4 separate regions of the Mus musculus genome follow, and regions 1, 2 and 3 are each linked to region 4. The links are chromatin contacts, called in public Hi-C and HiChIP or PLAC-seq maps. All regions are on one chromosome and are shown on one strand. The core of a region is the stretch at or near the end of the contact, and the rest is flanking DNA. Distances in the headings are between cores, read along the strand shown.

The links. A called contact is a pair of places that touch in the nucleus more often than the background predicts. HiChIP or PLAC-seq counts read pairs in DNA pulled down with a chosen protein or histone mark.
Region 1: a contact with region 4 is called in a Hi-C map of nephron progenitors, with 4 times the contacts expected there. The contact joins the promoter of Npl here to the promoter of Glul in region 4. A contact is called at or near these places in 8 of 39 promoter capture datasets (3T3-L1-derived adipocytes, the C10 cell line, the HPC-7 cell line and 4 more), 5 of 484 Hi-C or Micro-C datasets (LSK cells, bone marrow-derived macrophages, embryonic stem cells and 2 more), 8 of 115 datasets of contacts at active chromatin or transcription factors (astrocytes, bone marrow-derived macrophages, embryonic basal ganglia and 5 more) and 2 of 9 other capture datasets (adipose tissue and embryonic stem cells).
Region 2: a contact with region 4 is called in an H3K4me3 HiChIP or PLAC-seq map of bone marrow-derived macrophages, with 5 times the contacts expected there. The contact joins the promoter of E330020D12Rik here to the promoter of Glul in region 4. A contact is called at or near these places in 1 of 484 Hi-C or Micro-C datasets (the G1E-ER4 cell line) and 1 of 115 datasets of contacts at active chromatin or transcription factors (bone marrow-derived macrophages).
Region 3: an H3K4me3 HiChIP or PLAC-seq map of embryonic stem cells shows a contact between it and region 4, with 12 read pairs. The contact joins the promoter of Dhx9 here to the promoter of Glul in region 4. A contact is called at or near these places in 1 of 39 promoter capture datasets (erythroid cells), 7 of 484 Hi-C or Micro-C datasets (CD4 T cells, the G1E-ER4 cell line, hematopoietic stem and progenitor cells and 3 more) and 3 of 115 datasets of contacts at active chromatin or transcription factors (embryonic stem cells, extraembryonic endoderm stem cells and memory CD8 T cells).

The regions. Positions count from the first base shown.
Region 1 is chr1:153,546,637-153,552,645 of GRCm38.p6, reverse strand. It overlaps Npl (N-acetylneuraminate pyruvate lyase), which reads left to right and starts at 2,932. Exons shown (of 12, transcript NM_028749.1): 1 at 2,932-2,998.
Region 2 is chr1:153,409,808-153,416,453 of GRCm38.p6, reverse strand. It overlaps E330020D12Rik (Riken cDNA E330020D12 gene), which reads left to right and starts at 2,221. Exons shown (of 4, transcript NR_033736.1): 1 at 2,221-2,309.
Region 3 is chr1:153,486,295-153,493,190 of GRCm38.p6, reverse strand. Dhx9 (DEAH (Asp-Glu-Ala-His) box polypeptide 9) reads left to right here and starts at 5,531. Exons shown (of 28, transcript NM_007842.2): 1 at 5,531-5,658.
Region 4 is chr1:153,895,641-153,902,262 of GRCm38.p6, reverse strand. It overlaps Glul (glutamate-ammonia ligase (glutamine synthetase)), which reads right to left and starts at 2,334. Exons shown (of 7, transcript NM_008131.4): 1 at 2,204-2,334. It overlaps Gm38440 (a long non-coding RNA gene), which reads left to right and starts at 2,487. Exons shown (of 2, transcript XR_387481.3): 1 at 2,487-2,668; 2 at 3,513-6,622. It overlaps Mir8114 (microRNA 8114), which reads right to left and starts at 2,337; the gene lies at 2,227-2,337.

The DNA.
Region 1 (6,009 bases), core at 1,683-4,182, 350 kb after region 4:
TTTAGTCCCAGCACTAGGGAAGCAGCGGCAAGAGGATGTCTCAGTTCAAGGCTAGCTTGGTCTAGCTAAAGAGTTCCAGGGCAGCCTGAACTACATAGAGACCCTGTGTCCAAAAACAAAATAAACAAATAACAACAACAACAACAACAAAGACAACACACAAAACAATGGATTCCATCATGACATTTTCATAGACTTGTTTGTTTGTTTGTTTGTTTGTTTGTTTGTTTTTGTTTTGTTTTGTTTTTCAAGACAGGATTTCTCCTCTGTGTAGCCCTGGCTGTCCTGGAACTCACTCTGTAGGCCAGGCTAGTCTCAAACTCAGAAATCTGCCTGCCCCTGTCTCCCAAGTGCTGGGATTAAAGGTAACATTTTCATGCATATGCAACATTATACTTTGTTGATAATTCCCCACACACATATTACTTTAACCCCCACCCCACTGGTCCCTCTCCTCTCAGATAGTCCCCTTATACTATTAGATCTCAATTCCTCATGTGAAGGATATTTTCCTTTGTCCTCCCTCCTTACTTTCTCTTGCTCCCTTCTCCTCCCACTCCCTTTGAACCCCTTCCTTCCCCTCCATAATCCCCCTCCACTTCCATGTCATAGAAAGGCATGTATATACATGTGTGTGTATTAGAATGCAGATAGATAGATAGATAGATACATACATACATACATACATATATACATACACAGATATATAGATAGATACATAGAAAAATAGATAAATAGATACATACATACATATATAGATACATAGATAGGTACATGGATAGATAGATGGATACATACATACATACATACATACATACATACATACATACATTAGATGGGTACATAGAAAGATAGATAGATAGATAGATAGATAGATAGATAGATAGATAGATAGATAGATAGATAGATAGATAGATAGACAGACAGATTCTGCACATTAAAGGAAATGTGTCTTTGTGAATCTGGTTTATTTCTTTTAACCTGATGATCTCCAGTTCTACCCATTTTCCCATAAATGCCATAATCTCATCCTTCTTTGTGGCTGAATAAAGGCATCACTTTCCCCCCATTCACCTGTCTAGACTGTTTCCATAGCTTGGCTATCATGAATTGCTGAGCAGTCCTGTGAGTATGTGAGTATATATGTCTCTCTGGTACATTCCCATGAATGGTACAATTGAATCACATGGTAGGTTTTGTTTGTTTGCTTTTCAGGGGGAATGCAACCAGGTCTTACATAACCTAGGCTGGCCTCAAACTCATGTTCCTACTTCTCCCTACCAATCACTGGGATTACAGACATGCAGTTCCACACCTGTGTGGTATTCTGTATTTAGTTTACTGAGGAACTACCATAATGATTTCCACAGTGGCTGTACCAGGATCATTCTCTTAATACATCCCCAATGGCATTTGGGGGGGGGGGGTTATCTCCTTTCAGATAACACTAGTTTTGTGTGTCAAGTTAACCTAAAACTAGTGAGAACACAGCCTTATACATTAAGAGCCCTCCTCTCCCGACCCCACCCCTTTTTGATGGGTCTCACTGTGTAGCTCAGGCTTCATGACTCTCTTTGTGAGTGGATATTTCCATTCCCAACATTCACAGGGTAACTTACAACTGTCTGTAACTCCAGTACCAGGGTACCTAGTGCCCTCTTCTGGCCTCTATGGGCACTGCATGCATGTTGTGTACAGAGATAACTATACCCACAAAATAAAATAAAGTTTAAACTTTTAAAATTAAAACGGGGGGGGGGGGGGAGAGGGAGAGAGAGAACGAAAGAGATGCACACAGGCATACAAACAACCACAATGGAGTCCAGAGCACTTTGCAAGCTAGAAAGAAAACATATTTTCCCTAAATAAAATAATAAGCATCAAGCCAGGCATGGTGGTGTACGCCTTTAATTCCAGGATAAGACTGATAAGACCGATAAGACTGTGAGAACCTGACTGAAGCCTGAAGTGCTGAGTCTTCAAGGTGAATGAAGGGTGTGGGCACCTCTTCTGGCAGATGGAAATCAACCTCACCTCCTGGGGACAGACTACCCACCCATCTTGTTGATAAATTGACTATGCCAATAAATTAATATGGATCACTCTCAAAAAAGAAAAATACTTGTTTCACTTTCAAAAGTCTTTCTTTTCTTTTTCTTTCTTTCTTTCTTTCTTTTTTTTTTTTTTTTTTTTTTCCCTAGACATGGTTTCTCTGTGTAGCCTGGCTGTCCTGGAACTCACTCTGTAGACCAGGCTGGCCTCGAACTCAGAAATCCACCTGCCTCTGCCTCCACCTCCCGAGTGCTGGGATTAAAGGTGTGCGCCACCACTGCCCAGCTTCTTTTTTCTTTTGTTTTTTGTTTGTTTGTTTTGTTTTGTTTTTTGGTTTTGGTTTTTCTGTATAGCCCTGGCTGTCCTGAACTCACTCTGTAGACCAGGCTGGCCTTGAACCCAGAAATCCTCCTGTCTCTGCCTCCCAAGTGCTGGGATTAAAGGAGCGCACAACCACCTGTGGCCTGTAATCCACTCTTAAAATCTTCTCACTTCTCCCTTTTCCTACAAGGCAATGGGCAGGACTGGAGCAGTAGTGTCAGTCTAGAGAGCCAAGTGGCTGCTAGGCAGCCACCACTGTATCACAACATCTCACATCCAATGCAAACAAGACTTGGCACTTGCAGGACTTGAACAGGAGGAGAACTCCCGGACTCAGAATAATAAGGACAGTGGGTATCCAAGAGGTGCAGGAGCTACGAGTCTTTCACAAAATAGGCTGTGGCCACACCCAAGAAGGAGCAACTAGTGCAGTCTCGGGATTCCAGCCGGTGAAGCAGCTCCCCGGCCCGACGTGGAACTACAACCCCCAGGCTCCCCGCGCGGCCCCACGTGGTCCCGCAGCCCCTGAGTTAAAAGCGCAACCGCGCTGCTCAGAGGAGATCGCGTCTCCAGTGCACAGCAGCCTAGGTGAGCGCGGCGCCACCGAGCAGAGGAGTGAAGTCAGGTACGCTGGGCAGGGTAGCTTTGGGACTGAGGGCGACCCTGCCGCCTGGGGCCAGTGACACTCGGGGATTCTTTGCAGACCCGCGTAGCCTGGCCTCCGGGAACCCTTGTCAGAATCGGTCTCTTAAGCCTTTGAGCAGAAGGGAATTTAGCCGTTAGCTCTAATACACCTATCTCTTATAGAAGAGGTTGCTTGTATTTCATGTTTTGTGTTTTTTCAATATCTCATTTCTAGTTTGCCAAGTATTTCTCAAGTCATTCTCCTTGTTCGGAACTACATCACTTCCCCCTCCTCCCTTTTAAAACTTGGCGGTTTTAAATTTAAGCCAACTTTTGTCTGTAATTTGGCATTCCTTCACATGGATGAGGTCTCCAGGGATCTACCCTCTCCCCGGCGTTTCAACAAGAACATCCCAAGCTCACTTTAAGTCATGGGTGCGAGAGCACTGTGATTATTTGCTCTTAATTCAAATATGAAATATTTCAAAGCATAATATTCCCAAGTTGATCTTGTATCTCAAACTGGCCGCAGACTCTGAGCCTCCTGCCTCCAAGGGGCTTGCAGTGTTGAACAGAAATGAGCTTCTATCCTGCTTATAACGCTGGGATTTTTAATGAAAAGTAACAGTTCAGGAGGAAATCTGAAGTTAAACAATTTCCTATTTGGAGGATCAAGAAATCCTCTTTTCTCTTCTCTTTTCTGTGACTAGGTATCTCTATGATGTAGCCCTGGCTGTCCTGAAACTACAAGTAGACCAGGCTGGCCTTGCTCACGGATCTAATGTTGGGATCAAAGATGTGTGTTGCCATGCTCTGCTGAATCCTCTGGGTTTTGTTGTTTTGATGATTTTGTTTGTTTGTTTTTCGAGACAGGGTTTCTCTGTATAGCCCTGGCTATCCTGGAATTCACTCTGTAGACCAGGCTGGCCTCGAACTCAGAAATCCACCTGCCTCTGCCTCCCGAGTGCTGGGATTAAAGGCGTGCGCCACCATGCCCGGCTTGTTTTGATGTCCTTGAAACTGGGTCTTAAGTAACTCAGGCTGGTCTCCGCTGTCAGCCTGTGGTCAGCCACAGATGGGTTTGAACTCCCAACCCTCCTGCCTCCACCTCCCAGATGCTGGTCTTCAGATGCATAGCAATTCCTTGACTCTTAGAGTGAGTTTGAAAAGTGAGCTACACTGAAGGGATTGAAGTGGGAGACAGATGCTCTGAAGCAAAGATAAGCCACGGGGGAAACAGGCAGTGGCCTCGGGAATGTTTTTGAACAGTGGAGCTGGTACACTGTAGGCATAAAGAAACCTTCCCAGCTGGGCAGTGGTGGCGCATGCCTATAATCCCAGCACTCGGGAGGCAGAGGCAGGCGAATTTCTGAGTTCGAGGCCAGCCTGGTCTACAGAGTGAGTTCCAGGACAGCCAAGGCTAGACAGAGAAACCCTGGAGGCATAAAGAAACCTTCCCAGCAGGCCAGGAAGTTGATGTCATCTGACTAGGATAGAGACAAGATTAGAAATGTGGGTGTTCTGGGGGTGTTACAGTGACTGCCAGCCCCCCTCCTTTTCTCTCACAGGCCCTATGTTTTTAGCTCAAACTGCATCTAAGTGGTGATTCATTTAATAGCTTTCAAAGATGTATAAGGCTTCCCGATCAGAACTTAAAGATGTTCTTATCAAATATGAAATAAATGCAGCCCGAAGCACAAGAAGATGGGAGTCTGTGTAGCCAGAGCTGACCATTGGTAGGATGCTTAATGCTGATTGCTTCAAGCACTCAGCTTCTTATCATTTTAACCTTCTTGGACCTGGGTCGATGATTACTGACCCAGATAAAAGGTAGCACGGGGTTTGTCATGAGACCGGAAGGAGAGGGGAAGGAGGAAGTTCCAGGTAAGGAGATAACAGAGTTTATGTGACTTGGGACCTCAGTGGGCAAAAGTGCTGAGTGTTGGGGAGGAGGCAGCAGCACAAATGACTGTTCCCATTAATGACAGAACTTCACAGAGAGCACAGCGCATGCGTCCGGCACAGCCATCAAGCGCACTGTGTCAGTTCATTCATTTGACCCTGTAAACACTGTGAGTGGTATCCTCGCTACAGGAGAGAAATGGTGGAGCCAAGATGCAGTCCGACTCTAGGGCTACCCTGTAAGGAAAGGAGAGGACTTGAGGGCTAAGGTGGTAGTTCACTTTAGGTATCTTGGTTTAAGATCGCTGTAGGGATGACAGATGGAGACCTGTAGTGGGCATTTCCACCTGCCTGCTGATCCAGGCTCTCTCCTAGAATGCTCGTTTCCTCTCTATGGGAACTGTGTATTGGGTCTTCCACGTTAGGACGGTCAGGTTCACTCTGCCCGGTGGAAAGCACCATCAGTCCCACATGAGGGAATGAAATGACGCTCCCAGCTGGGCAGTGGTGGCGCATGCCTTTAATCCCAGCACTTGGGAGGTAGAGGCAGGCGGATTTCTGAGTTCAAGGACAGCCTGGTTTACAGAAGTGAGTTCCAGGACAGCCAGAACTATACAGAGAAACCCTGTCTCGAAAAAGCAAAAAAAGAAAGAAAGAAAAAAAGAAATAATGCTCCCTGTGCCAACAGGGCGTATCTGTCAGGGAATTGGCCATCAGCTTCAGTCCGAATGTTTCATTCAGTCACCTATGTAGTCATTACACATGAGCTGAAAAGCGGGTGTTGGGCTGGACCGATGGCTCAGAGGTTAAGAGCACTGTCTGCTCTTCCAGAGGTCCTGAGTTCAATTCCCAGAAACCACATGGTGGCTCACAACCATCTGTAATGGGATCTGATGCCCTCTTCTGGTGTGTCTGAAGATAGCTACAGTGTAGCCATATACATATAATAAATAAATCAAAAAAATAAAATAAAATAAAGGAGAAAAGAAAGAAAGAAAACCAGATGTTAACTGGGGTGTAGCTTAGTTGACCAAGTTCATACCATGCCCAAAAAACTGGGTTTCATCTTGAACCACAAAAAAAAAAAAAAAAAAAAGAACAAAACATGGT
Region 2 (6,646 bases), core at 972-3,471, 490 kb after region 4:
TGTGCCAGTGGAGCTGAGAAGCAAACTTGGCTCTTGTGCAAGAGCTATAAGTGCCCTTAACCTCTGAACCATCCTTCCAGCTCCAGGAGATTTTGTTTAGATTAAATCACTGTAGGGTTCTTGTAAGTATTGTTCTTGCAGGGGACCCAAGTTTTGTTGCCAACCCCCACATCTCACAACTGTCTGTAACTCTGGCTCCAGGGGATCCGATGACCTCTTTGGGCCTCCAAAGGACACACAGACTTACATACAATTAATATGAAAGAATAATTCTTAAAAAAACAACACCAGACAGTCATTTTGTGAAAGCTTTTTTGAGTATGTACCGGAAATGAAATTTGTTAGGTTTTTGAGTGGTACCAGAAAGGACATTTGTAAGGGTTGGAAAATGTACCAAAAACGACATGTGTTACAAGAGGAAATGGAATGTGGACGTTATGGTAAGAAAAGTGTTCTCTTTACCAAAGAGATTGACACTGACTGCATTTGGCTACAGGATACTCAGTGGAGTGTTATAAAAGCAGAAGTAAGTTCATGAGGGCTGCGGCTGGGGAGTTAGAGAAGCAAGAGGAGACACACACAAGCAAGCTGGAGATAGAATTCTTGGAATTGCCTCTTTAAAAGTCCACTTCCAAGAACTCCCTATACTGAAAAACAGAGCTAAATAGCTACATATCTGGAAAACAACTTCACAGACGGGAAAAACAAACAAACAAACAAACAAATGTCTTCCCATGTTAAAAGAGTAAAGGAGAGAGCTTATTTTCTTTTTTCAGAAGGGTCAAATATATCAGTGAGAGAAACCGAGTTATTTTTAGACAGCAATGTGGTCTGCTATTATTTCCAAACAAAGGCAAATCTTGAGCCGGACATGGTGGCACATGCCTTTAATCCCAGCACTTGGAAGGCAGAGGCAGGCGGATTTCTGTGTTCGAGGCCAGCCTGGTCTACAAAGTGAGTTCCAGGACAGCCAGAGCTATGCAGAGAAACACTGTCTTGAACCCCACCCCCCACCCCCAAATGCAAATCTTTCTAAAGGTGACATTAGCTTATGACTTGGTTGCTTAGGTATCGAATTGTATGTGAAAATGCATGGGTTGCTTGGCACATATTTATAAAACAAGAAGAGAAAAACATGGATTGAGAGGAGAGCAGTGTATCTTGGGGGCAGGGGGCAGGATAGATGTAGGGACCATTGCTATACCGCAGTTGGTAAAGTTACTGGCCACACCCAGCCAGAGGGCCTGCTTGTGATCTTTGAGGGTCACGTGGTAGAAAGGGAACTGAAAATGATCCTCTGACAGACACTTGTGTGCTAAGGAGAGCGTATCTACACATAGACAACATGAATAAAATTATTTTAGGCCAGGCATAGTGGGACATCTCATCAATCCCAGCACTTGAGAGGCAGAGTCAGGTGGATCTCTGAATTCAAGGCCAGCTTGGACTACATAGCAAGTTCCGGAAGAGCCAGGGTTATATAAACAGACCCGAGCTATATAAATAAATGAATAAATAAATAAATGTCATAAAACAAACAAACAAAACCTATCGCTCTCAAACTCATCCCTGCTCCAGAACCTTCCTTATCTCTAGGGATTGTTGCTAGGAGACTGGAAAGGCACAGACAAACTCTGATGAACATTGGGAGTGCTGAGTATTGGAAATGAAATGTGGTAGGTTTTTGAGTAGGGCTGAAATACAGTTGTAAGCTTTTGAGTATGTACCAGAAACGGCGAAGGTGTTTTACAAAAGGAAATGGAACGAGGTTGTTATGCTATGAAAAGAGATGTATTTACCAAAATGATTGACAGTGACTGGCTACAGGATAGTCATACTCAGTCGAGTGTTATAAAAGCAGAAGTGAGTTCACGTGGGCTGGGACTTGGAGTTAGAGAGACAAGAGGAGACACACTCCGGACAGCCACCACAAAACTCCACACAGGGAGGCTCATTTCGACTGGCCCAGAGCCCAGAGGATAAGTCAAGTAAGCATTTGTCAGTGCCTGTAGGCAGCCGGGCGCCTAAAAGATGGCGCCGGCCTCCTGTACACTGTCGCCATAAACAATGCCACTGCGCAGGTGCTAGCCCAAATCTGGCGCCAACCCCTCCCGAGCGGGTGCATACAAATCAAAGGGGCAGCAGACTGACCAATCCCAGGAGGACACATAGCTCTCCCCAGTGCTGGGGTGTATATAAGCTGTCCTCCCTGGGTTTCCGGAGTTCCCGTAGCAGCATCGAGGTGTTCCTGAGATAAAGAAGGCTGTTGAGAAGAATCGGACCGTGTTGCGTTTTTCTTGCTGGACGAGGTGAGCGCAACAAGTGCCTCTGGCATTTACAAGATGTTTCTATATAGTGTCCTTATAGTGCAGCTTCCTGGCATTTTTCTGTGTTTTACAATGATGATTTGGGAAGAATACTTATGGATTTCTTTCATCTTTTCATTTGAAGATTTATCTTCAATTACCGCATATTTCAATATCTGCATCTTTTCATTTGAAGATTTATCTTCAATTACCGCATATTTCAATATCTGCATCTTTTCATTTGAAGATTTATCTTCAATTACCGCATATTTCAATATCTGTTACAAGTGTGTGTTAACAATTGTCTAAAACTCTAAGATCTGACAGCCTAACCCAGACGTATGTGAAGACGAAACCATACCAATGTGCATAAAATAAAAACAATAAAATATATTGGGGCCTGGGGAGATGGCTCAGCGATTAAGAGCACGGACTGCAGTTCCAGACATCATGAGTGCAAATCCCAGCAACCACATGGTGGCTCACAACCATCTGTAACGGCGTCTGATAACATCTTCTGGTGTGTCTGCAGACAGCAACAGCGAGAATGCACTCACATTTATTAAATAAATTAATCTTTAAAAAATAAAAAATAAATGATAGTAAATGCAGTCTCTGTTGTCATCTACTCTGGTGGTAAATACAGGCCGCTGAGAAGGGGAAGGGGACTGAGTGGGTGGCTGTTCTCACAGACAGAGAACGGCATGAGCTGCTCTCACGGATACACTGACACTTGTTCTGGGCAGTCAGAGCACTTGGAAATAGCAATAGCTACTCTATTGAGGGAATTGAGGCTTTGGGAAATTCATTTCTTACTGTGCCACCCTGGCAGAGGCGAGGAAGGAAAGCTGGGTCTTTGTTCTGGTGGATCAGTTGACCACCCTTTTGTACACAGTGCTCATTGTATCCATTGGGTACAGCAGTTCTCACTGTGAATAAGACCCTTCAGCAATGCAGCAGGCATGCAGGAAGACACACTATATGCAGACAGTGTTCATGTCTGTACATGTGCACTGAAATTCAGACTGGGAGCTCTGTTTCAGTCTTTAGTTGGTTTCATCTTGGCATTTTGTGCATTATTTGCAAAACAGAAAGTTGGATGTCACATGACTATAAAAACTCTGATATGGGCTGAAGAGAAGGCTCGGCAGTTAAGAGCACTGACTGCTCTTCTGAAGGTCCTGAGTTCAAACTCCAAATTCCAGTAGCCACAGTGTGGCTCACAACCATCCATAATAAGATCTGACACTCTCTTGTGGTGCGTCTGAAGTCAGCTACAGTGTGCTCAGATAAAATAATAAGTAAATCTTTAGGCCAGAGCAAGCGGGGCAGACTGTAGAGTGGGTCCCTGAATTCAAATTCCCAGCAACCACATGATGGCTCACAACCATCAGTACAGCTACAGTGTACTCATATATACATATAATAAATAAAGAAGTAAATAAGTAAATACATACATAAATCAATAAATCTTTAAGAAATACAATAATAGCTTTCATTTCACATCAACACTTGCTGTCACTATATGCTATAGATGTAGACTATGGATCCTAAATAGGCATTTCTCATCTTATTAATGGATGTGGGACATGCATGCATGTTTGTGTGTGTGTGTGTGTGCACTGGCATGTGTGTCCGTGAGTGTGAGTGCCCTGAAGACTAAGGCTGATGTCAGGGCTCCTCGTCCATTGCTGTCTATGCTATTCTTTGAGATACGGGTTCTCCCCTGAACCTAAGCTCACCAGGATGGAAGTCTAGATAGCCAACGTGTCCCCAGGATCCCCTGTCTCCTCCTTCCGAGAGCTGGAACTGTAGGTGTGCCACCTTACCCACCTGGCATTTCCCTTGGGCTCTGGGGATCTAAATGCTGGCACTCAAGATTACACAGCAGATTCTTTAACTGCTGATCTATTTCTCCAGTCCCTAGGATTTGGAATATCTGGTAACTTTAAGGCAATATTTTATTCATACTTACCCAGAGAACTCGAAGAGTAAGTATTAGATTTTGTTTCTTCATTTGCTTTTTTAAAAAGACTTATTTATTTATTCCATGTAAGTACACTGTAGCTGTCTTCAGACACAACAGACGAGGGTGTCAGATCTCGTTACAGATGGTTGTGAGCCACCATGTCGTTGCTGGGATTTGAACTCTGGACCTTCACAAGCGCAGTCGGTGCTCTTACCCACTGAGCCATCTGACCAGCCCTGCTTTTAAACATTTCAAAGGATTTAGTGTGTGTGTGTGTGGGGGGGGGTGAGTGATTGTGTGTTTTAACCTGAGTATGTATGTATACCATGTATATAGACATCAGAAGAGGACTTCAGATCCCCTGGAAGTAGAGTTATGTGTGGGTGTGGGCTGCCATGTGCCAGTGGAGCTGAGAAGCAAACTTGGCTCTCGTGCAAGAGCTATAAGTGCCCTTAACCTCTGAACCATCCTTCCAGCTCCAGGAGATTTTGTTTAGATTAAATCACTGTAGGGTTCTTGTAAGTATTGTTCTTGCAGGGGACCCAAGTTTTGTTGCCAACCCCCACATCTCACAACTGTCTGTAACTCTGGCTCCAGGGGATCCGATGACCTCTTTGGGCCTCCAAAGGACACACAGACTTACATACAATTAATATGAAAGAATAATTCTTAAAAAAACAACACCAGCCGGGCGTGGTGGCGCACACCTTTAATCCCAGCACTTGGGAGGCAGAGGCAGGTGGATCTCTGAGTTCGAGGCCAGCCTGGTCTACAAAGTGAGTTCCAGGACAGCCAGGGCTACACAGAGAAACCCTGTCTCGAAAAACCAAAAAAAAAAAAAACCAGACAGTCATTTTGTGAAAGCTTTTTTGAGTATGTACCGGAAATGAAATTTGTTAGGTTTTTGAGTGGTACCAGAAAGGACATTTGTAAGGGTTGGAAAATGTACCAAAAACGACATGTGTTACAAGAGGAAATGGAATGTGGACGTTATGGTAAGAAAAGTGTTCTCTTTACCAAAGAGATTGACACTGACTGCATTTGGCTACAGGATACTCAGTGGAGTGTTATAAAAGCAGAAGTAAGTTCATGAGGGCTGCGGCTGGGGAGTTAGAGAAGCAAGAGGAGACACACACAAGCAAGCTGGAGATAGAATTCTTGGAATTGCCTCTTTAAAAGTCCACTTCCAAGAACTCCCTATACTGAAAAACAGAGCTAAATAGCTACATATCTGGAAAACAACTTCACAGACAGGAAAAACAAACAAAAAAAAATGTCTTCCCATGTTAAAAGAGTAAAGGAGAGAGCTTATTTTCTTTTTTCAGAAGGGTCAAATATATCAGTGAGAGAAACCGAGTTATTTTTAGACAGCAATGTGGTCTGCTATTATTTCCAAGCAAAGGCAAATCTTGAGCTGATTGTGGTGGCCTACGCCTTTAATCCCAGCACTTGGGAGTCAGAGGTAGGCAGATTCTGAGTTCGAGGCCTCCCTGGTCTACAAAGTGTGTTCCAGAACAGCCAGAGCTAAATGGAGAAATCCTGTCTTGAAAAACCAAAAGAAAAGAAAAAAAAAAAAAAAAAAAAAGCAAATCTTTCTAAAGGTGACGTTAGTTTCTGACTTGGTTGCTTAGGTATCGAATTTTATGTGAAAATTCATGGGTTGCTTAGCACATATTTATAAAAGAAGAAGAGAAAAACGTGGATGGACAGGAGAGCAGTCCTTCATGTCTTTGCCTTAGTAAAACACTATATAACACAATTGACTTTCCAAAGAACCGTTAAATTTCCACTTCATTAGTGGCCTGTTTTTCAACTCCTTAGCTACTGTTTTTCTATTCTCTGGATGTTCTTACAGCCTGTACCACACTCAGGGGTCAATATTGCAGAAATAAACATTACTCGAGATGCTGAACATAATCTCTGAGGGCTTGTCACCATGGATTCTACTTGTGTGGCATTTGGTTGCTAAGAGGACACAGAAAGGAAACACTAGTGAAGTCCAATATACTAAGAAATGATCCAGTTGCTTCTATAAATTGCTTCATCAAAAGAGAAATATTTGGTTAGCAGTTTAGGGGAGACACTACTCCATCTATCCTTTTATATTTCATATTTACTATGAAACATTCAGCGTCCACATCCTGGGGTTGCACTGCTCCCTAGAGCCACTGCAGTCCCTTCAACTGTGATGGACTTGTTGTTAGGCTCAGGTCTAAATCCAAGCACCATGCCCCAGCCTGCCATGCTAGTTTCTAAAGTCTGATTCCCAGTTCTCACAGGCTACTGCCAATCACTGTGGGCCTTGACGTTTTATTGGCCACATCCAGCTGGTGGGCGGGTCAGTAATTTTGAAGCTTAATATACCATTCCC
Region 3 (6,896 bases), core at 4,282-6,781, 410 kb after region 4:
ACAAAAACCATTGCCGGCCTTTAATCACAGCACTCAGGAGACAGAGGCAGGCGGATTTCTGAGTTCAAGGCCAGCCTGGTCTACAAAGTGAGTTCTAGGATAGCCAGGGCTATACAGAGAACCTCCCCCCAAAAAAATTCCTGCCTTAAAAAACAAAAACAAACCCAAAAAATGAAAAAGAAGAGGAGGAAGAAAGACAATATATTCTAATTTGGGGGAAACAGTTTATCCAATAAAACATCATTTCCTACTTTATTTACACATTAAGCTAAGTTACTGAGAACTTCCAGTATGCAGATAGTGTGGGTTCTGGTAAGAGACTTTAGCCCAGCCAACAACATATCAATCACTGTGGTCACAGAGCCTATTTCCAGTGTTGGCTTTCACAATCACTCTAAAAAAGCATCTACAGAACAACCATTTTGTACTAAGTGCTTACATAGGCCTCCTAATGTGTCATCTTATTTATTTATGAGACAGAATCTCATGTCACCTAGGTTGACCTTGAACTCCTGCTTGAATAGCCTCCTAAAGATCAGATGGCAGGCATTTACCTCCGCACCAACTCTCTTTTGTGACACAGTCTCATGAAGTTAGGCTGGCCTTGAGCACCCTAAATATCTGAGGGTGACCTCGAACTTCTGATCTTCTGTTTCCTCAGGCTGGGATTATAGGCCTGTGCCACGATGCTAGGCTCACACTACTAATTGAGCTACATCTCTTTTAGAAATTACTGCAGGTTCATATTAAGACATGAAATTCCCTTTTAGGCCAGGGCTGGTACAACATACATGCCTTTAATCCCAGCACTGAGGCGACAGAGGCAGGAGGATCTCTATGAATTTGAATCTACATAATGAGTTCCAACATAACTATAACTACATGATAAACCCCTGGCTTAAAATTATATTTTACACCACACACACACACACACACACACACACACACACACACAATCTTTGTGCTCACTCTACAATCTCTGTTTTCAGCATTGGCAGCCTGAAGCTTGTAGCAGAACTATGCACAGATGCGGCCCTGAAGTGGGAGAGCATTAGGAGAGAGCAAGCAAACTGTATGCAACAATAGAATGCTGTGAAAGGAGGAAGTATCCTCAAACCAGAGGACAAAGTGTTCTCAGAGGTTTTCTGAAGGGGTGAGGTGGGGGAGAAAAAGTTACTTGTGACCTAGCCTACATGGGCCTGAAGTGGAGGAGGAAGGCCCCAGACTGGAGAAGAAAGTTACAACTCAAAGTTGTCTCAGGCCTTGCTATCAGTGGGAGAGCTGAGCTAGCTGCAAGGGGGAGTGAGAAAATTCTGTGAGAGCCTCAAGGTTGTGGCACAAGGGGATAAGGGAAGAGAGGGAGAGGAAAATAGGAGAATTTACCTGGGGGGGTATTGGGGGGATGGGAAGGAGAGCAGACAAAGAAGATCTATAACTTAACAGTAATCAGTAGTCCAGTCTCTCTCTCTCTCTCTCTCTCTCTCTCTCTCTCTCTCTCTCTCTCTCTCTCATCTATCTCTTAAATATAGAGGATTGAACACAGGGCTTCATACATGCTAACCAGTTGCTCTCCTGCTGGGCTCTCAACACCCCCCAACCCCCATTTTATTTTGAGATGGAGTCTCAGAACAAGTTGCCCTGGTTGGCTTTGAGCACATTCATTCTGTAGCCCAAGCAGGCCTTAACCTGTGGTCCTCCTGAGTCTGTCTCCCATACAGCTGGGATTATAGGCTTGCTGTACTGGGCTTGGCTTTTCCCGCAGTATGGATGTGCTGGAGGTTAAAGTCAGGGCTATACGCATGCTAAGCCCAATCCTTACCAGTGAGATGCTAAACCCAATCCTTACCAGTGAGCTACAACTCTAGTCTCATTGATTACCTTTAAAATGTTGTATCTACCTTAATATTTCACAGCTTGCATTCAATTATATATTTACATTAAATGCATGTGTGTGAGTGGTGTGTGTGTGTGTGTGTGTGTGTGTGTGTGTGTGAAGCACAACAACATGACCTGTGTGGAGGTCAGAGGACAACTAGAGGGACTAGATTCTTTGATTTCACCATGTGGGTCCTGGGGATCAAACTCAGATTCCCAGGCTTGTTAGCAAAGACCCTTTACTCTCTTAGAAACCTCACCTTTTTTTTTTCCCCCGAGACAGTGTTTCTCTGTATAGCCCTGGCTGTCCTGGAACTCACTCTGTAGACCAGGCTGGGCTCGAACTCAGAAATCGCCTGCCTCTGCCTCCCAAGTGCTGAAATTAAAGGAGTGTGCCACCACCACCCAGCTTGTTTTGGTTTTTGGTTTTTGGTTTTGTTTTTTTTCCGAGACAGGGTTTCTCTGTGTAGCCCTGGCTGTCCTGGAACCCACTTTGTAGACCAGGCTGGCCTCGAACTCAGAAATCCACCTGCCTCTGCCTCCGAAGTGCTGGGATCAAAGGTGTGCGCCACCACACCCGGCTAAACCTCACCTTTTTTAATTTTCTGGGTTTGTTTTGTTTTGCTTTGCTTTGTGGAAGGGTCTTAGTGTCTCAGGACTGTTGAGGGGCTCAACAGAGAAGACTGCTCTGACGTGGGTTTAAGCCAATAGAAAGTCTTTATTAGCTGGGTGGTGACTACTCTGGTGTTTGGGATTCCAGTGTAGCCCTTTGCCTTTCTCAGGTGAGCTTTGAAACATAAAAATCAAGTCCTAGCGGGGCGTGGTGGCCCACGCCTTTAATCCCAGCACTCCGGAGGCAGAGGCAGGCAGATTTCTGAGTTCGAGGCCAGCCTGGTCTACAAAGTGAGTTCCAGGACAGCCAGGACTACACAGAGAAACCCTGTCTCAAAAACACCAAGAAAAAAAAAATCAAGTCCTGGGTTGATATCCTTCACTTAAAAGAGCAGGTCCACAGAAGCAGAACCACGGGAGAAATTAGCACAGTTAGTAAGTTTTCCATAACTGTGGACTTTGATGGATGGAGACTTTTAGTTTTGGCAGGCGGTGCTGTCTCCACACTGAGTTTACAGCCTGGATGGTACAATGAACAGTGCTTACATCTTGGAGTCAGTTGTGCTTCAAAGGTCTGGCACCGTGTCACAAGGATGGCCTCAAACCTGCTTATTGAAGACGCTGACCTTGAATCCTGATCCCCTTGGTTCTGGATCCTGACTGCAGAGATTACAAACCTTAGGTGCCATGTTCAGTTTCTTATGATATTAGAGCTGGAACTCAGGATGTCAGGGACTCCAAGCAGCACTCTCTCCACTGAGCCCAGCTCTTTTTTTTTCTTCAGTTCTCTTCCTGGAATCAAGGTTCATACTGCTCTCCTTTCTACCAAATATCCCAAGAGACAGAAATTAGGGGGAGGAAATAGATATCCTGCTGTCTCTGGGGATTTTTTTTTTTTTTTTTTTTTTGTCTCAAATCTTTTTCTTGGGGTAAGTTCAAGGGCGGGAAGGTCACAGTGAGACAATGGGTAGAAAATCCTCTCGGGCTGGAGAGATGGCTCAGTGGTTAAGAACACTGACTACTCTTCCATAAGTCATGTGTTCAAATACCAGCAACCACATGGTGGCTCACAACCATCTGTAATGAGATCTGAGGCTTCCTTCTGGTGCATCTGAAGACAGCAACAGTGTAACAGTGTGTACTTAGATATAATAATAAAATAAATCTTTAAAAAATAAAAATAAAAAAAGAAGATCCTCTCAATGGGCCAAGTCTTTTTTTCTCTGCGGGCTTTGGAAAGTTTGGAAGCTGGATCACCCGGGGTCAAGATCTGCATTTTTATTTTCAGACAAAGTCACATGAGCAGAGAGGAAGAAGCCACCCCACAGGGGCCCTGTAGAATTTAGAACACCGTGTGAAGGAGGCAGGTCCTTAAAATAGAGAAAGGGTTGGTGAAAGTAGCAGAAGTGAAATTTCTGTCAGTCTGTGTGTTCTGCGCTGACTCCCTTGTCTCTGCACACTAGGCAAGCCGACCAGCAGAGGGCTGCACTCACCCTCTGGCCTGAGGAGTTTTAAACACCGTTCTCCTTTGGAAGTTTCCATAATTCTGTTCGCATGGGTGGAGATCAAATCGGGGCTTGAGGCATGCTAGTTTTCACAAAACAACAACAAACAGACAACTAGGTTGGGGATGCTGGGCTTGAGTGTAGCTTAGTAGTAGGGTAACCTTGAGTTACTCTTCAGTACTTCAAAAATACAACACCCCTCAAAACAAGTATTAAACTCAAGAGTCTTCTCACTTGAAGCTAAACAAAACACAGGATTTTGAGATAATTGGGAGCATGCCTTTAATCCCAGCCTGAGGGGTGAGGGGTGGGGCAGAGGCAGACAGATCTCTGTGAGTCCCAGGACAGCCTGGTTTACAAATCCAGGATAGCCAGGGCTACACAAAGAAACCCTGTCTTGGAAAAAAAAAAAAAAAAAAAAAAAGAGTCCCTCGTCCCTCTCCCCAGCCAAAAGGTAAGTGGAGAAGTTGTGTCTTGAGCTAGGGTTTTCTTTTTGGTGGGGTAATGGGTTTTACTACAATGGGATTAATGGCATATACCACCACCCCTGGCAATAAACCAATAAGCCAGGGCTCTCTTTCTTGTCTTAGATTCATTTTACTTTATGTCTTATGGCCTGTAGGTCAGTGCACCATGGTTGTACCTGCTGGGTCCCCTGGAATGGAGGTTATGGTTGTGTGTGAGCCACTGTGTGATTGAGAACTGAATCCAAGCCTTCCACAAGAGCAACAAGTGCTTTTAACTTCTAAGGTTTTTGTTCCTTTGCTGTTTAGACAGGATCTCATTATGTTGCCCTGGCCTTCCTTAAACATAGACCAGACTGTTTTGAACTTACGGAGGTCTGTCAGTCTCTGTTTCCTGGGTGCTGTGACTGGAGGCAAGTGCCACCATGCTACACACTGCCTGCAGCATTTTATTTCTTTTCTTTTTTCTTTTTCTTTTGGTTTTTCGAGACAGGGTTTCTCTGTGTAGGCTTGGCTGTCCTGGAACTCACTTTGTAGACCAGGCTGGCCTCGAACTCAGAAATCTGCCTGCCTCTGCCTCCCAAGTGCTGGGATTAAAGGCATGCGCCACTACTGCCCGGCTGCCTGCAGCATTTTGATGAAGCAGAAATACTTCAGTCCTTGTATTTTAACATACAGCACCCATAAATACATTGCTTTGGCATATTTTAAAGTGGCTATTCTGATAAACTCTGAAAGGATTAATCCTGTAACACTGCCCTTACGTAAGATAAACTATCAAAAAGGAGATCCATGGTGGCATGTCTCTAAATTTTGCCTTCAGAGGTGGAGGCAAGTGGACTGCGTTAAGTGGTGGGCTAGCTTGCTCTACAAAGACAAAGGCAAGGAGACATAACTTCCAGAAACCAAGCTGGTTAGCGACTGACAGGAAATTATGGGCCTAGGCCAGCAGATCTCGCGCGACCTCAGGTTTGGCGCCCGGAAGTGGTTCAAGCCCCGCCCCCTCGGGGCGTGCTGGCTCCGGAGTTGGCCTACCGCGCAGGCGCGAGTCGCCGACTCCGCCCCCTGGGTCCTGCAGTCGGAGCCATTTCGCCGCTGCTTCCATGCGGGTGAGGTGTGTTCTTTCGCCGTTCTCGTGGAAGGTTGGCGCTGCGAACTCGCCTAAGAAGGCTGTGCTCTCGGGCACGGAAAAGCGGAGGAGGGTAAGAAAGGGGGCGTTGCGGCCCCGGACGCGGGCTCATTGCTGCGGGCCGACGCCGGCCTCCGCGGCTCAGCCGTGGCTTTGTTGTGAGGCGCGGGCGGGCGAGCGTGTGGGGGAGGGGCAGCGCGGCGGGTACCCGGATTTACGGGCCGTGGGCGCCTCGCGCAGCGGAGCTCCCGTGGCCCTAGGCCCTGGGGTTCCTTGCACAGACTGGCCGCTCTCGGAGGCCTCTTCCTCACTCGGCCTGACGGGCGGCGGGTGTCTGTAATCAGTTGCGTGTAGGGGTAGCGGCTCGACGCCACCCGGCGCGTGGTGGTGGGGGGTCGTCCGCGGTTCTAATCCGGGACACCCGGGCCCCGTGGGGGTGCCCGCTTTGGGGTCCGGGGCTTCGCTGCAGGTCCTCCCGCTCCGCACTGGTGACGGGGCATGGCTGGGTGGGGCGGGATGAGGAGCAGGTGGTAGGAAAATGAATGCATGATTTAGTAAGTGATGGCGGAATTACACCGCGCAACGGGATAGCCCCGCTGTAGATAACGGTCGAAAGGGAGGGCGCCTCAGTCTGAGGGGTGCACGAGCCTGAGTCTGGCTTTGAGGTGCACAGTGTATCCGCTCCAAAGGGCAATGAGAGATCAGTTACGCCTAAGGCCAGACCTTCCTGGAGGAAGGGAGGGCCGGCCACGTGACCTGAGGGTGCGAAAAGAGATGAAAGAATTTGTTTCCGGGTGGCAAGAATGAAAACACAAAATTGGGAGCCATGACTCTAGCCTTTCATTCCAGCACTGGGGTTTGGTGGTGGAAGGTATTGTTCGATCTCTTGAGTCCGGGGCTACTACACATAGAAATCTTGTCTCATAAAACAAAATTTGATTTATTCCGATATGTGTGTGTATACGAGTATACGTGTATACGTATCAGGTAGTGGTGGCAAGTGAGAGAGGAGCTGTAGAAAAACAAACGAGTAATAGTGGAGGCATTTCTGGAGCCAAAACAGCAGGGCAGATGTGACATGATGGAAAATTTGGCATCCATCTAGGCTCTCGACAAGAGGATAAGTTCTAGGTCTGTAAAAGAAGTTGTGGGGTTTTTGTTTGTTTTTTTGGTTTTTCGAGATAGGGTTTCCTCTGTATAGCTCCAGCTATCCTGGAACTCACTCTGTAGACCAGGCTGGCCTCGAACTCAAATCCGCCTGCCACTGCCTACCAAGTGCTGGGATTAAAGGTGTATGCTACCACGCCCAGC
Region 4 (6,622 bases), core at 1,085-3,584:
TCTGCCCCTCTCAGCATCCTGAACGCTAGAATTAAAGGTGTATGCCACCACCATCTTTAGATTACACAATGAAATACTAGGGCTAGCTGTAAGACTTTAAAGGCTAACATATTCCTGGGAGAAAGAAAGGACCTGTATTATCTGCCACCACTAAGGTGGTAAAAAGTAAAGCCATACTCCAAGGAGCACACTGCTGACTGGTTTTTTGGTTTTTTTTTTTTTTTTTTGAGACAGAGAAATCTCAACAAGCCCTCTCTCTGTCCTAGTAATTACTTACTCATTATTTACACCAAGCTTTCCTCAAAATCAGAGGATCTACCAGTCTCTGCCTCCTGAGAGCTGGGATTAAAGGTATGCCCCCTCCACACCAGGCCTCAACTGCTGACTTCATTACTGTGGTGAAAAGCCTTACTCCAGAGACAGATTTCAATGTGAAAATTAACAGTATTTGACGATCCCACCGGATAATATTTTCTGGTACGTAGAAAAATCCCACTTCTAAGTTTACAAGCCACAGGAGTCGGGGCAAGATCTTCGATGAATGTGAGGCTACAAAAAACCAGCCTCAAAACACAAGAGGAAATGCCCCCCTCCCTCCCTAATCTCCCCGGATAGCTGGAGAGGGAACATATTGTTCTCCTCCAATGACTTGGGCAACTTTCTGAAGTACAGTGGCAAAGTTTCTATGGGCAACCGTCCATGTTTGCCCAAGTGAAAACAACTGCCTCTCCCTCCAAAAGCCTCACCCTTCCCCCGGGGAACAGATGAGCCTCTGCTGTCAAGTCCGATGCAGAACCAAAGCCTCTGCCTACACCACTTAGAGGCCCGGATTGTAATTCTAGATGGCTTCAATTTACACCACTCATCAGCTTTCCTCCTCTGCCGTGCCCCCCGCCCCCCACACACACACATCCAGCATTAATGAACTGTTAGGGGAACCTGAGTTCCTCCTCTGGCCCTGGTTCCCTGAGACCAGCTGGGTGCCAGCAGCCTAGTGTACATAGATAGCACCAACTGGTGTCCCTGTAGTGCAAAGTGGAATGGGTTCTTAAAATTCTGAGTAGTTTCTGCGGGTTGCCAGATGCACCCGGGGTCCTTCGCCCTGACTTTTACTCACCCCAGCCAATGAGAATCAAATGCACTGGGGTTGTACTCTCTAGACCTCCTCTTTTTAGAGCAGTGTTCATGCCTCTCCTCGTTCTCGATTTCTCGCTGGTCTAAGCAACGGAGCTTTTTGGGCGAGGGCGATGGAGTGGGGGACCCAGACCGTTCGGAGGGGGAGGTGCTGGAATAAGACGGGTGCGATTTAATCTTAACCCTCGACTTCTCCCCGGAGTTCACAGAGTAGGCAACGAAGCCTAAAGTATTAGAAGGGGACTCTGAGGACCGAGAATCTCCATCTTCTACGTCTTCAATGGTTGGTTTCTTTGAGTATTTGCGGCTGGGGGAGGATCCCCGCTTCCCGCCCCCGGAGGAGTTGGGGCAATCCACTTTGAAAGCAGCCTTCCCACTAAAATGTCCGGAAAGTCGGTGCCGCGACCCTCGGGCCCGCGTAGATCTCAAGGCCTCTCCCAGGGGGCCATACCCCGGCGAGGGTAGAGGCCGGGTGGCGAGAGTGGGGCGACCGCGGGAGGCACAGCGCGCCGCTGCTGCCTCCGCTTGGCGCGGCCTCTCCACTGCGGAGCCCGCCGGCCACTCCGGGGCTCCGGCTCTCCATTGTTCGGTCATATGGTAAAGGCCTAGGACACGGCGTTGGGAGCTGGGGAGTGGTGCCATCAACGCTTAGGACCACCATCCTCAACCAGACCACCCACAGCGTGACGACGCCCCCCAAATGCGCCGCCAGGAAGAGAGGATCAAGGCGCCTGCGCCCACCTAAGGCAAGAACCCTCTCCCGCTGGGACCACCGGAAAGCCCCCATCTCAGCGTGAACCCCAGCCAACGGCGCCTGCCTCCCGGGGCGGCGCCTCCGGCCGCAAGTATAGAACAGATCAAAACAACCCGCAACCCCGCCCTTCCCGGAGCTTGGCTCACAGCGCGTCCTAGGAACACCAAGCAGAGCCGGCCCGGGCCGCACGCTGCAAACACGCGGGAGGCACGAGCGCTGCATCCCGCTCCGTACAGCAGCTGACTGGAGCTGGGAAGTAGAGTGCGACCCCACAGCCCGGGCGGCCGTACATTCCTGGACCCTCCGTGCGCTTACCAGAGCGGTGGCCGGCCGGATGATGGATGGGTGAACAGGTCAGGAGAGCGAGGCGGAGAGGAGATGGGTGAGCGTGCTGTTCAGACACTCTGCTCTACTCCCATTCTCCGCTCTGCAGGGTCGCTGGCTGCTCGGTACTTTTTATTGACAGCTTGTGCCCGCCCCCAGTCGCCTTGATTGGCTGACCTAGGCCAGGAAACCCGCGCCCATCAGCTGCTGCGCGCCGGGGCCCTGAGGCCATTGGCCGAGGAACTGTGCGGGAGCCTCAGGGTGGGGCGAGCGAGACCCAGAAGAAAGAAAGAGAAAGGGGAGTGGGGGAGGGGAGGCAGCGGCGGCTGGAGGAGGGCCAGGGCCGAAGGTGCAGGATGCATTTGCAGCTTGCGTTCTTAAGCGACCTCTGGACCCTCGGACCCAGGCTGAGGCTTCCTCAGAGTCATTTGGCCTCGGCTCTTTGCTTCCTTAACGGTACAGAGGTTTTCGAGGAGATCTGTCACTGAAAATCCAGAACCCCAGAAGAGAATTTTACCCTTTGTTTGTTGAGCGAGCCTGGGGACGGGTTGGGCTGGGGAGAGGCAGGGAGCCCTGATCAGGCGCGGGGAGAGAGAGAGAGAAACACGATTCCCAGAACCTGGAGGACCCTATCTTCCTGGTTTCCTGAGTGGATTTGGGGGAAGTGGTCAGACTGTGATTTCACGGTTTAAACACAAGTGTGATGTTTCTATAAAGAGGATTCTGGACGTCCATAGTCTATTTGATGTTGCCTTGTGTGTGTGTGTTCCCGTCTCTCAGCCTTTCCTTGGATCTGCAAAATAAAGCAGATGGAAGGACTTTCAGAGCAGTTGACCGGGAAAGCAGGGTGGCAACATGCCTTTAATCCTAGCACTCAGGAGGGAAAGCGGGGGTGGCACACGCCTTTAATCCTAGCACTCAGGAGGCAGAGGCGGGTGGGTCTCCTGAGTTCGAGGCCAGTCTTCTCTACAGAGGGAATTCCAGGACAACCAGGGTTTCACAGAGAAAACAAACAAAAAAGCAAGAGGGGTGGGGGGAACCCCTGGCTTTGCTTCCCAAGTTGTTTTTAACTGTGTGTGTGTGTTGGGGGAGAGGGAATGAGAGTTTTCTCTTTCCTTTCTTAACCCTGCAGTGATGGCTGAGATAGTGTGTGAATACTGTAGTGAGACAAGCTGAAAATGTGCACAGAATTTACCTGTAAAAAAATAGACGTGGCCCATATATTGTTATTAATGCTATGCTCTGAGCAGTCTCTTTCTAGTACATGAAATCCACCTCATGGCTGGGCTTTATCTTTCAGGACTTCTGGCATTCGAGATGAAGTTTTCTCTCTAGATGCCAGAAACCCACGCTCTCAGTGCCTTTGGAAGAGGAAGGGATGAAGTTTGTGCTTCTGCTTCTGTGTATGCACCACAAATATGAAAAAGAAAGGTTGCCTGTGACCCCACACACATAGCTCGGCCTGTTAGGTCAACCTCTGTCAATTTCCCCTGAGTGTGTCTGACACAGTGGCTCACAGAAGCAGCATGCCCCACAGGTGGGGATTTGAATAGGCTTTGGACCAGAAAGGCACCTTGCAAATTCTGTGTCCTAGTCAGTACTGTGTGAAGCGTTTTACCATGAGGTTGTTCAACAGCGGGGCTTCACGTCGGGCAAACCCAAGTTCATTCTGAGTAGTAGCCAAATTAGTAGCCACACAAGCTCTGTCTTAGCATTTGTAGCGGGGATGACAGTGGGACCTGGAACATGAGGAGTGTTAGGAAGACGATGTCATCTCATAGGTCAATATAATCTGAAGAGACTGAGTCGTTTCTTTCCATGATTACTCTGTGTGTGCATGCATGTATGCACACATGCACGTGTGTGTTATACACTGCATCCATATGTGTAGAGGTCAGAGGATGACTTTAGGTGTCTTCTATCACCCTCTACTTTTTTTTTTTTTTTTTGAGACAGGGTCTGACATTGAACTTGTAACTGCAACTTAACTAACTTGGTTGCCCGGTGACTCCCAGGGATCTTTCTGGATCTGCCTCTGCACAGCTTGAAGAAGTTACCTGCATTGCAGATGACTTCTTACATGGTTGCTGGAGATGAACTCCGGGACCCTCATTCTTTTGAAGAGAGGACCCACCAACGGCACTGTGGCACTGGCACTGCACCCCCCCCCACCCCCCACCCCCTGCCCACTCGGGTGATGCAGCTTTCTGCCTCCGTAGTGAGCTGCGCCATTACTTAAGGAAGTAAGGTGTAGACTCAGCAACAATGGGCTCGGCTGTCTTCCCATTTCTTCTTTTAACTCTTCAGCTTAGGTGGTTAGAAAAGGGGTTGTCAGAAGGGAGAGATGTTGTTCTTATGTTAGGAGATAGTGAATTCCAGATGGCAGCTGCCGGTCATCAGCCAGGGCAGCCTTCAGCACTCCTCACCAGGCTCCACAATGGGAGCAGTGAACACGATAGAAAGGGCAATATTCCAGAGCACATGTGCTGTTTTCCATGGGTTTCTTGTGTTTCTGCCATGTGAGTGCCCGCTTCCCTTCCTAGACATGTTAACCTCCTTGGCTGCTTATTCTCCCGTAGCCCTCGAATAGTGTCCAGACTGTTCAATAAACACGTATTGACCCCACAGTACCATCAGCGGCAGCATCAAGAGAACATTTGCTCTGTTTCCAAGAATAGAAGCGGATTTGCTTTGATCCTTTCATGTGACCAGGAACATCTCATGTGACCACTGACTTTCAGGGGTAAACAGGCAGCTTTGCCCCCTTGGTCGGCCCCACATGTGTTTAAACCAGCCGAAGTAGGACCCAGACAAGTTCAAGGACTGGACTAGGGAGCTTTGAGTGTACCATGGAAGAAGAGTCCCTCCTTAACTGGCTTGCCCTCTGAAAAGCCACCTGTACTCTTAGAGAAATTAAAAGAACAGCCTGTTCCTCCACTTTGACTTTGCTATGTCTGTCCTTTATTCTCCCCTAAATTGCCACCGCCTCCATTTTCTGCCCCCCCCCACCCCCCGTAAAGGCGGCAAGCGATTGAACCCATGAACTTTCAGTCCAGGCCCACACAGTACCAAGGCTAATGGGGGTCTGATGGCAAGTGCTTTGAAGTTGAGTTTCTCACTGAATTGAGTTCCTCTGTCCCCAGGGTGGGTGGATTGGGAGAGCAATATTGCCAGGAAAGAGCTTGGACTAAACTTGCAGAGATAGCCCAGAACGAAGCACGTTCCATCAGTGGTGCTCGGCTGGCTAAACTGATGGCTCGAGTAGGCTTTCCTGTGTTCTTATACATTCTTTCTCTGAAGCTCTAAAGCTCCTAACCTAGTGTCATAAGAGGACAGCTGTGTGATTACCTTGTACCCGTGATGCAAAGTTTAGGATATGGTTCCACTGAACCCAAATCGTAGACTGTAGCTGCTGGGAGTGGAGTTGGCTGCCTGTGTGGCTGATGTCAGCAGGCAGTCTGTGAAAACTTTAAGCTGAAGAGACACAGTGTGGACTCAAGTTGCAGTCACCCAAAAACCCAACCCAGAAGGTAACTTGTTTGGTTCTTTATAAACCCAAATTAGATCTGACCAAAAGAATGGAGCATAACAAATGTTAAAACAAGCACCCACCCACCCCCCAAAAAGGAGAAAGATCACTGGAAGTCGGTAGCATTCCTGGACCCTGTAAAGTGTATTTACAGGGCAAAGTTGTATTAAGTCCGCCTCTCAAACTTCACTCCGCACAATGAAAGAAGGCAAGACCAGCTTGTCCTTGAATTCGATAACCTAAGACTGGTCACGAGAGGGAGTTTTCTTTACATAGCTTAATCACTTGATACTCTTCAGTTTAAGAGAAGAAATTCAAAGTTGGGATGTCAACTGTCTTTCACCTCATTTGAGTTTGACCAATGTTCAGTGAAGACACAGAGAGAGAGAGCACCCCATTTCTCAACCTGCATATTAGTGGAAGGTTTGGGTCTGTTTGGACTCTATCTCAAAGCTTGCCTCTGCTAGGAAGTCACATGAAGGGTTTGGGAAGAACCAAGTTCATCTGTCACAGCGTGGGAAAGCAGGGGTCCTACTGAGACTATGGAAGCCACAATCACAATTCTAGAGTTCAACCCCCATGTCTGTCTTTCCTACTTGTTTCTGGGACAGGCTAGACAAGCAATCTATTGCTGAGCTATATCCCCAGCCCACCCTTTATTGTGTTTTATTTATTTTTTATTTTTTTATTTCCAGAAATGGGATTTCTCCATGTAGCCCTGGCTGACCTAGAACTTGCTCTGTAGACCAGGCTGGTCTCAAACTCAGACCTTTGCCTGCCTCTGCCTCCTGAGTGCTGGGATTAAAGGCGTGTGCCGCCACCACCACCACCACCACACCACCTGTGTGGAAGTCGGGGGACAACTTTCAGGAGTCAGTTCT